Regions from separate parts of the Sus scrofa genome. Here region 2 is linked to region 1. Evidence: chromatin contacts called from public targeted proximity ligation data. All regions are on one chromosome and are shown on one strand. The core of a region is the stretch at or near the end of the contact, and the rest is flanking DNA. Distances in the headings are between cores, read along the strand shown. Region 1 has its middle 28 kb from the start of MIR30D. Region 2 has its middle 37 kb from the start of ST3GAL1.

Region 1 (5,112 bases), core at 1,399-3,898:
ACATTATGCCAAACCTCTGTTCCTAAACTGTTGTATGACAACTGACTTTTCATAAATCAAATCATATTTGATAAGTACCACGTAAAAGGGATCATTTAAAGGCAGCTTTTAGTCAATTCTTTCTGTAAAATTCCTAATTCTCCTATCATAACCACGACTTGTTTTGTAATCTTATACTTGCAAAATATCAAGTTTCTTAAAGCAGAGCACAACTGCTTGCATAGGCCAAATTCATCCCAGCATGGCGACCCTTCTCTCTCTTTCCCAGGTCTTAAAAATGTCACCCCAAAACCCAGCTGTTCATCTGTGGTAGAACATACAGCACTAGAAAAGTTGAAAAAAGAAAGTAAGTGAATTTTTAAAATGTGAAATAGAAATGTGTGTATTTCCCCAAAAGAGGTCAATGGATTATTTTTGACAATGATCACAATAAATGCTCGATTAAAAAAAAATTAAGATATGCATATCTCAAATGACTTTCCCCACATGCCTCTGTCACCTGGAGGAAACTGTTCCATAACTGTTTATCTCCATGAACACATGACCTCCATGATGGCACCAAGGTCAATGAGACATACAGGAGGGATATGCTTAGCAAGTGCTGATTTGCCCAGCTCTATGGTTCTCTTCAAAAAGAAACAAGGAAGAACAGTAACAATAACAATTTATGTATATATTACAGATTACTTATACATTACATATTATAGTTTATGTTTTAAGTCTTAACATTCAAGTACCCCATTACAGGATTCTGTAAAGACATGTGTCAGCAATAGCCAGATATAAAAGGGGGCATCACAGGACACAACCAGGTACAAAAACTGCTGCACAGAAAGAATTAACAAAGTGCCAGACTGAAGACTCCCCCCTTACATCTTGTACTGAAAATCTATGGTACCCTGGGTACATGCTACAAAGACTCAATTTCAAAGTGAGAGTTGTCTGTTGACAGAACTTTTTGAAAATGACAAATAGCCAAAGATCCATAAACAACAGAAGAGGCAACCCTCACATCAGAAATGCTTAGGTAAGGAGTAAGTCTGTTATCTGCTGAGGCTGCCAGTTAACATGAAATTCACCAAGTGTCCTGGTGTCCCCTTACTCTTTACCAAAGACTCCAGACACTTCCTCCACTGTCACAATCCTGCACCTTTCACAACCGGAAGTTTTCTTGGATGAGATTTAACCTCTAAACACATCACCTTGGTATAATCTGTTTAAACTAGACATACTCAAAAAATTCCTTATCGTCTGAAACGACTATTATTTAAAATTTCCAAATAACTGTCAAATATAAAAAAGACATCTGTCAGAGCTAGCACCTGAGAAGTTAAAAGCGATTCAGTGGAGAGCAGTTCAACTATGGGTAATTCATTCTAACGTTTGCTAAACAGACTGCATGCATTATAACAGTGGAAAACGAAAGAGGGGGGAAAAAATCGGCAGAAGCACTGGTTATTCACAACCAGCGAGTCCTGGGCTGAGAGCAGTCTTCCAAGTTACTTCCAGAGAAGCTCCTGATTGGTGGGCGGCCCTGGGTCAATGTGATTACTTAACCCTGGCAGTTATAACTAAACTCCACTTTGACGGGCTCCAAAGCTTATTACAAAAAGACGACTGCTTGAGCATATCAAGTACCTCGGTGTCCTGCTTCTATTTTTCTCCCACAGAACCCGGAGCCTGACACCTGAAACTCATCAGACAAAAACATTACCTCGTTTCGGGGCTTTAGAGTTTTGTATTTATTACTCTGCAAGTCCACTGGGCATAGATTCAGTTGGGGGGTGGCGGTGTGAAAGATTAACCCATTTCCTGCATACACAGGGAAGAACTCATGACCATTCAAGCAGTTCCCTCTCTTCCAAGTAACTTTTTTTTTTTTTTAAATCATTTAGTCCAAAAATAACCATAAGCAACAAACATTAAACACTGGCATGGCAACGTTCGCACACCATGCCCTAGTGCTACCCACAGGCAGATGTGTTCAAGTCTGGGTCCCCCCAGGAGGGTCCTCTAGGTCCTTCTTCCTTTCGGGGGCCAGCCAGGCTTCCCCCGAGTTTTTCTGTAAAATCCGCCGCTTTCGCTGGCCCGGGCAAAAGCAGGGCGCCTAGTCCCCCGGGCAGAGTTTCTCCCAACTGCCCAGCAAGCACGTCGTGAGAGCTTCCAGCGGGCCCCCCGCGCGCACCTGGCCCGGCCCCCGCCCCCTCCCCGCGCTGTCCCAAGCCCCAGAGAGGGGCCCACCTGCCTCTCGTCGCCTGTCCCACGCCCGAGTCGCCCAGCCAACTCCTGCCTGGCGGCTGCACTCACGCCTGCCCCGAGCCCCCCACCACTGCGGGGACCGACCCTGAGGGGCAGGGGCGCCCAAAGGGGCCCCGGAACAGGCTGACCCCGCGACGCCCCCCAGAGGCCGGGTCCCGCGCGCCTGTCAGCGCCCCCGGAAGGGGTCAAGCAAGGGGCTGAGCTCGCCAGGTGCCCTCTCCGCTCCTGACACCCTCGCCCCGCCACCGCACTCACCTGGGGGGCTCTAGCCGAGGGGCCAGGCGAGGGGGTCTGGGGTCGCGCCAGGAGGCCGCCAGCCAGCCGCGGCCCCCACCCTCCCGCGCCCGCTCGGGCCGGCGCGCGCCCCGGGCCCGACGCGCGCCTGGAGCGCCGAGGGGGAGGGGGCGCGTGGACGCGCGAGCACCGGGGGGGAGGGGGCGCGGGAGGCGGGGGTAGGGGGCGCGACGAGAGCCGCGGCTCGGCAGCGGCGGCGGCGGCGGAGAGAAAGCGGCCTCAGCCCCGTCCGTCATGGCGCGCGGCGGCGGCGGCGGCGGCGGCGGCAGCGGCGTCGGCTCCCTCTGGCCTCCCGGCTCCCTCGCCTTTAGTTTGACCTTTCCCTCCAGTGTGTCTGAGGGAGAGCGGCGGTGCACGCGCGGGTGCATGTAGCTCTGTATGTGCGCGCGCGCGCGTGGGGAAGGGGCTGGGTTCGCTCGCCGACGCCTGACGTCACTGCCATGGCAACGGGAGCCCCGCCCTTCGCCCCCCGCTTCCTGCCCCTCCTTCTGTGCACGTTCTGGGGCCTCACGTGCTCACCCACACGCACGCACGCACGCACGCTCGGAGCGCGCGCACCCAGAGCGTTACGTGGGGGGGGGAGGGTGGAGGGATCGTCTGGGTCTCCTTGTCGCCTCCCTGAGATCGACCAATCCAGTGAGGAGAAGCGGTGGGCGGGGCGGGCTCGGCTGCCAGAGTGGCGTGAAAAATTTCCCAAGGCAGAGCGAAAATTCTTCCTGACCAATTGAGCGTGCGCAGAGCGAAAAGGGGCGCGTTGCTTGGGAGTTTCGGTGGGAGGAAAGGGGGCGATTCGGTTTTCGAGAGAAGGGAGTCCTGGCCAGTGGTAAAGGGAGGTTAACTGGTATACGAACTGGGATTGCGTGGTGATAGAGTCAGGGAACCCCGGATTGCAGTCTGGCTCAGCCTATTTGCTGTGTGACCTTCGATGAGTTACTTAAACACTCTGAATATCTTGGGTAAAATGGGGCTAGCAAAATCTACCATGGTGGTTGTGAGAATTAAAAGAGAATGTGAAAACCACTTCACCTGACATAGACCCTAGATATTAATACGGAGCCCACAACCTCCATATTTTACAAACGGGGACACAGGACGCAGGGAGATTGAGATTAAGTGATATGCTCAATGTCAGGTAATGGTGAAGACCCAGACTCTTTCCTACATAGCCTTCCTTTAGAGGGGGAAAAACACCACAGAAGAACGTGTAAAGAGCTTCTTTTGTTCTCCGTGGATCTGTTTTTAATCCACACCACCCCCTTCCCATCTCCCAAAAGGTTTAGAACTCTGGACGTAGGGGCTGGACTGCCTTGGTGCAGTTTTGGATGGCAGTTGTTTGGTTCTCAGTTTGACCCCGAACAGCCAACGGAATGGTGCTTTCCTTAGCTCCCTTGGGGAGCCTAAGTTTCTTCTAAGGTTTTGGTGAAAGTGTAAACAGTACCAAGGAGCTCCAGGTCCTCCACAATTTCTAGCTACCTGAGGAAAGATTAACTCCGTTAACCAACATTTACTCAGCGTCCACAGCCCACAAAAGGCTCAGCTGTGCAGGCACCTTAAGTTTCGGACCCACTGTTCACCTCATCATTCCTTAAACTTGTGCTTCTAGTCCTTTCCTCTGACTTAGCACTTAATCACTTACTGCCTCATGTTAGTTCTAAAAGTATGTAGTACTATTTAACTTTAGATTTGCTGTTTACTTTTTAAAAGTATATGTCCGTCTCCTTCCTTGTCTTATAGCCCCTCCTCCCACCACTTTCTTTCCAGGAATTAATTCCCTTAAGCCTTTCAAGTTCTAACTAAAATGTAATCTCTTCCGAGAAGTCTTGCTGGACCTACTCAGAACTAATCAGTCCCTTTTCCCCAGCACTGGGTACACAGCTGGCTTCTGACGCTGTTGTATACTTTGTGTTGGGTCGTTTATGCACTTCACCTAGAGAAAACTTCTCTGGACATCCATGTATGGTTTGACTCTTCCTATCCCCTGCTCCCATGGCATCTTGTGGTGTAATATATCACTTCACACCCATTCCTTTAAGTCTTGATTTATTTGCCTTCTGCATCAGATGTAAAACTCTCTAATGGCAGGAAACATGTTTAGTTCCACTTTGCATTTCCAGCATCAACCTCAGTACCACAACTCCAGAACAACTAGCTATTGAACAGCTGAATGGGCTCCTTGCCTGTTTCTTAAATTTTTAAGGGCAATCTTTACCTTGTTTGTATTTATATCTCAGAACCAAAGATTTTTTGGGGGAAGTTGTAAATCTTGGACTACTTTAAAAGTGCCCCAGAAAGTACATGGTCACACTCAGGCAATGAATGCAGGCTTTGGCAATAACACAAGATACTGAGCAGAGCAAGAAGTAGGAAGACCAGGAAGAAGACGTTGTGTTTTCTTAACTGCTGCTGTGGACCTAGAGTGAGAGATTTTTCAGGTGTTGTTAAGGTTAACAGGCCGATTCTTCCAAGGTGTATCAGTGATCTTGCTCCCAAAACGGGGGAAAAGTTACGCAAAGAGGAGTCTTGAAAAAGAGATCAAAAGTGTTCCATTGTGGCACAGTG
Region 2 (5,112 bases), core at 1,304-3,803, 940 kb before region 1:
GCCATCAGGCCTCTTCAAATTCAGAGAAACGAATGCTTCTTCCTATTTTCCTTTGGCCAGTTTGGGTTTTCAGTGAGTAATAAAGTTTCGATAGGAAATTTGTGTCTTATGCACAGCACGGGGTATAAAGTCATCTCGGAAAGAGGATCAGAAAAGTCTCTTTTGGCTTAGTATAAAATTTCCATGTGATTCTTCAGTTGTTAGGCTGACAACTCAGTCAACGGAAGCGTCCAGACTGGGGGAAAGGGGTGGTGGCTTCTGTGGAAGTAGGGGGTCCTCACTTGGGGTCCTACTGAGGCTGCCGGGACTGGTTGGTTGCCTGGAGAGGCACCTCGAGACACGATGGGCCCAGGGTCCTCTGAGAACAGCATTCAAGGTCAGGAGAGAAGCACAGAGGGAGAGACAGTGCTGTCCCCACTCCAGCCACCCTGCTCGAGGATCCCAACAGCCTCCCTGCCTCTGACTTTGCCTCTGCCTGCAGCAATGCCCTCCCTCTCTTCTCCTACTGGAGACCTAAGACCAAACAAGATGCAGGTCAATGCGGCACGTCCAGGATGCCGTGTCCAGAAGCATCTGCTTACACCACTTCTCGGTACATTTTTTTATTGTACTATTTTTTTCCCATTTCACCTTAGAATGGGGAAGATCCCTGCTTAGTGTAAAACTCCATGTTTATATCAAGCAAAAGGCTGACTACATAAGAAATGTAAACTTCTCTAAGGCAAGGGTTGGAAAACCACAGCCCACAGGCTGGCCCCTGCTTTTGTAAATAAAGTTTTATTGGAACATAGTTGTGCACATTCATTTCCCTATCGTCTGGGGGCTGCTTTTGTGCTCCCATGGCAGACAGGTGAGTAGCTAGTTTAACAGGATGGTTCTCAAAGCCTAAGATACTTACTATCTGGCCCTTTATGTAAAAACATTGCCTTTTTTTTTTTTTTTTTTTTTTTTAAATCCCTGCTCTGTGGGATCAAATGCCTTGAAGTAATCTTTCTTTTTTAAATGCGGAAAGGACATGAAAGGCAAATCAACACAAAAGGAATGCAGGTGACCCCTGCACTATAAAGAACGGTTCAACCTCACTACCCATCGGAGTGATTCAAGCAGCAAAGAGACATTTCCTACATGTTGGGATTTGAAGGATAACCACGCTGACCGACCTCTGAAGCCCTGGCCTCTGAGCAGATGAGCGAGGCTGGAATGGATGGGGTGGGGGGCTGGCGAGGTCCTGCACTGTTGGGAGTGACATGGGGTCCGGACATCGCAGGGTCTGCCTGCCAAGACCCTGCCTTTCGGGTCCAGGGTTTGAGGCCTTCTCTTCAAGCTTGGGCTCTCCCAGAGTTTTAGAGACAGGGAGCCCACAGTGGGCATTTCTACACTGGCCCCTTGGCCAATCCAAAGCCCTCTGGGCAAAATCCAGCTTCCTCTCACTGGACAGCCAACCCTACTCACACTCCATGGCGCAGTGACCCCCCTCCCTTGATGTCTTTTGGGGATGATTCACCTTCCTCCTCCCCACTGTCTTCTCCATTTTCCAGACCTCTTGTCCCCCCACCCCCAGGCTGACCTGTGCACCTTCAGAGCTGAAAGGGTTAGTTCAGCGCATGCACAAACAGATCCCCCGCACAGGGGGAGTTCCCTGGCATAGCTGCCTCTCATGGGCCAGCCTTTTCCTGCTGCCTGACGACAAGTCAGAACTTGCCCTCTGCCATGCTCTTTACCAAAACCATTCCAGGGTCATTTCTGGCAGTACCGTTGGTGGACAGTCCCATGGAGGAGGGCCCAGAAGCCCCAGCCCTACCCCAGACTCTGCCATTACCAGCTGTGTGACACAGAGCTAGCCTCCTTCCCTCTCTGGGCCTCAGGTCCTGCCTTGGGAGAAGGTGGGGTTAGGAGCCCCCTGGGATGCCAGACCATTCTTTATGTCCCTCAAGGTCAAAGCCTCCCCAGGAAACTTTGCCAAATTCCCCCATTCTGTACCTCAGTTTCCCAATCTGCCAAATGTCATGCTAAATCAGAGGATATGGAAACTCACAAGCCTCGCAAGCCTATTTTGTCTGCGCCATACCCCGACTGACAAAACTTTGAATTAGCTCTAACTTTCAAAAATCAGAAAGAGCTACATAAAACCCTGGACCTCTAGCTCTTCTTTTGGTAAAGCAGGGGCAGATCCAGGAACCCTGAGCCCATGTTCCCCAAACCAACAACCCCAGGGGCTGAGCAGAAACTGATCAGTTTTCTAGTCTGTCACAGGCCCCACTACTCCCTATTGCCCTACCCAGGTCTCTTTATCTGTTCATATAACCCACACGGTCCTTGTGAACAGAGAGGTTGTGCCTCCTGAACTGGGTGTCCCCAAGGTCTCCTTTGCTCCTGCTTTCTGTGACTTTCCTGATATTATTCACACACCACTAGTGCTGGCTTCCCCTGGAGCAGAGAGTGGAGGGCTGCCAGCTAGAGGACGCGTCCTCCGGGGCCACCTCCCACTGCCCTGCTGAAGAGAGGGCCTGCCTTTGCCAGGATTCCGATCCCCTGGTCAGGATTCCGATCCCCTGGTCAGCGGAAAGATGATAGCCTCTGAAATGTACCAACCAGCGACACCAGGCCACACAGAGCTCCTTGAGGCCGCTTCAGCCTCTATAATTACCTGCAGTGTGTAATAAAGCCCCATTTAGAAACCTTAGAAAGAAGCCTGCAAAGGGAACTTTTTCCTGGGTAATTTCCTGATCACAGAATTTCAGGGCTGGAAGAGACTTTGAAAAAGCATCTAGACCAACCCACTATTTGATGCTTAAATCTCCTCCAGAGAGGCTGACAAGATTTGTTCCAGGGCTTTCTATCTACCCAACACTGCCAGGAGCTGAAAATATAAAAATGCAGCAAATCCAGCTCCACCCGCGACTCCTTCCAGGCTGTGGAAGCCGGTCTGATGGCAACGCAGGACCGCATGGGCGCTGAAACCCAGTGGCTACCGTGAATTCAGCCCTGCTGTACGCCAAATACTTGGCATAAATAAGCTCAGGAAATTGTCAAGAAAATTCTCTCCCAGGAGATTTTTTTTTGGGGGGGGCGGCAGAGGCTTACACTGTAATTACAACTAGTAGAAGTAGAAAAGAGAGTGGGGCTGGGGGAGGCAGGTGACAGTCTGTATCCCCACCGCTCAGAATTAAGCTTTTTCCTTTTTTTTTTTGTACTCCCACTCCAACCCTGGGGGGGGGGAGTACTATTTTTAACCCCTCATTTGCAGGTGAGGACTCTGAGGCTCAGAGACTTAGTTAAGGCCCTTGGTTGAGGTTTCTCAGCCTGTAGGTGATGGAACAGGCTTTGATCACAGCCATATGAGCTTCCAGACCTGAAAACATGCCTTTAGCTGCTATTCTGGAAGGGCGGCCTGCGGAGCAGAGGGGAGAGGCCGGGCACCAGAGCCCACTGCAGGGACAAATGTCTGTCCTGAATCTTGAAAGACGCGCAGAAGAGAGAGTGAGTCCGGGGCGGGAGAGGGGCCAAGCTGAGGGCAGGGCAAGCGCAGCGGTCCAGGGCCTCATGAGCAATCACAGCAATGCCAATAAAAACTGCTGAGACATTCCTGACACCTATTAGCTTGGCTCAAATGAGCAGGCACTGCGATGCTGAGTGCCAGGGGCGGGTGCAGATACCGGAACCCGTGCCCTGCTGATGGGACGGTGGGCTCATGGGCCGCCCTAGGACACGCCCTGGCAGTTCCAGAGTAAGCTACCTGTGGGTATCTTCTACACCCCAGCAATTCCCGGGCAAGCTATTCTAAGTGTTAAGGAGTATATCGAGCAGGTTCTGGAATGTTCTTATATACGTTAAAGGAAGAAAAATTCTGGCTCGCCAATGTTTAACAACATGGGGAAGTGCTATTCCTGTTGCAAGGTCAAGGAGGCAGGCATCGGGATAACAACGGAGCCACCTCGAGGGGTTACCCTGCATGTGTCTGAGATGATGTAGCAGGCACACTTAATTCAATAAATCAATGTAGTCAAGTCCTATTACTTCAAACAACCTTGATCGGGGGACAGTGAGCTGGCTTTTACATCTTCCCCCATTCATTCATTCATTCATTCAATCAACATATTCACTGAGTACCTGCTACGTGTCAGGTAATGTGACGAGCGGTGGGGCTACAGCAGGGGCACCATGGGTGAAGGGAACTTAAGTTCTAGGTGCACGAGAGACTCAGCTAAGAAGTAAAGGCATAACAGAGCAGATGTCCAGAGGCCAGTGACAGAGAATTAAGAACGGGGGATGCTCAGAGAGTGCAGCGAGGGGAGGTGGGTGTGTGCACAGGCAGCTGCTCTGTGTTGGGGGATCCTCTGCAGTGAACCCCGTCTTGCTGGAGGCAGCTCCCATCCCAGCAGCACGGAAGCGTCTGCGTCCTGCCACTTCCACCTTCTGAGGGATCCTAGACATCCCAGCTTCGGGTGAAACTTCACGGAGCTCATCAGGACTCCTAGAGCTCCTTTGAAATCATCAAGAAGAGATGCTAAGTCTGGTCCATTTGGTACCTTTCCTCTGAGGCAGGAGCACATGGCTTCTGTTCTCTTTTCAGCAGCAGCACGAGCCCCTGCAGCGGAGCCCTGCTCACTCGTCTCCAACAAGAGGGCATTTGTGTGCAGCATCAAAAGCCTCCACGAGAGCTCGGCTCCTCCTTGCAGGAACCTGTTCCTGGAAATGGCTCAGCGTGCGGACAGAGGGGTTTATCATCAAGTTATTTTTGTCTTTCATTCTCACTGAGATAGAATTGACAGGCGGCACTGCATAAGTTTAACATGTGCAGCATGATGGTTTGACTTGCATCAGGCACTTATTGTAAGTTTACGGAAATCCATCACCTCATATAGATACAGAATTAAAGAAATAGAAAAAATTTCATAATAAGAACTCCTAGGATTCAGTCTCTTAACAATTTTCCTATGCAATATACCGCAGTGCTCATTTTATTTATCACGTGGTACCTTACGACCCCAGTCCTTACAACTGGAAGTTGGCACTTTTTCACTCCTCCATCCAATTCTCCCTCCCCCACCTTCCCACCTCGGGAACCACACATCTGATCTCTTTTTTTATGAGTCTGCTTGTATGTTGAAT

What was found.
Region 2: a targeted proximity ligation map of skeletal muscle shows a contact between it and region 1, with 3 times the contacts expected there.

The regions. Positions count from the first base shown.
Region 1 is chr4:6,918,592-6,923,703 of Sscrofa11.1, reverse strand. No RefSeq gene overlaps it. Among named protein-coding and RNA genes, the nearest start is that of MIR30D, 28 kb to the left of the region's middle.
Region 2 is chr4:7,856,837-7,861,948 of Sscrofa11.1, reverse strand. It overlaps a transcript of ST3GAL1 not described here. Among named protein-coding and RNA genes, the nearest start is that of ST3GAL1, 37 kb to the left of the region's middle.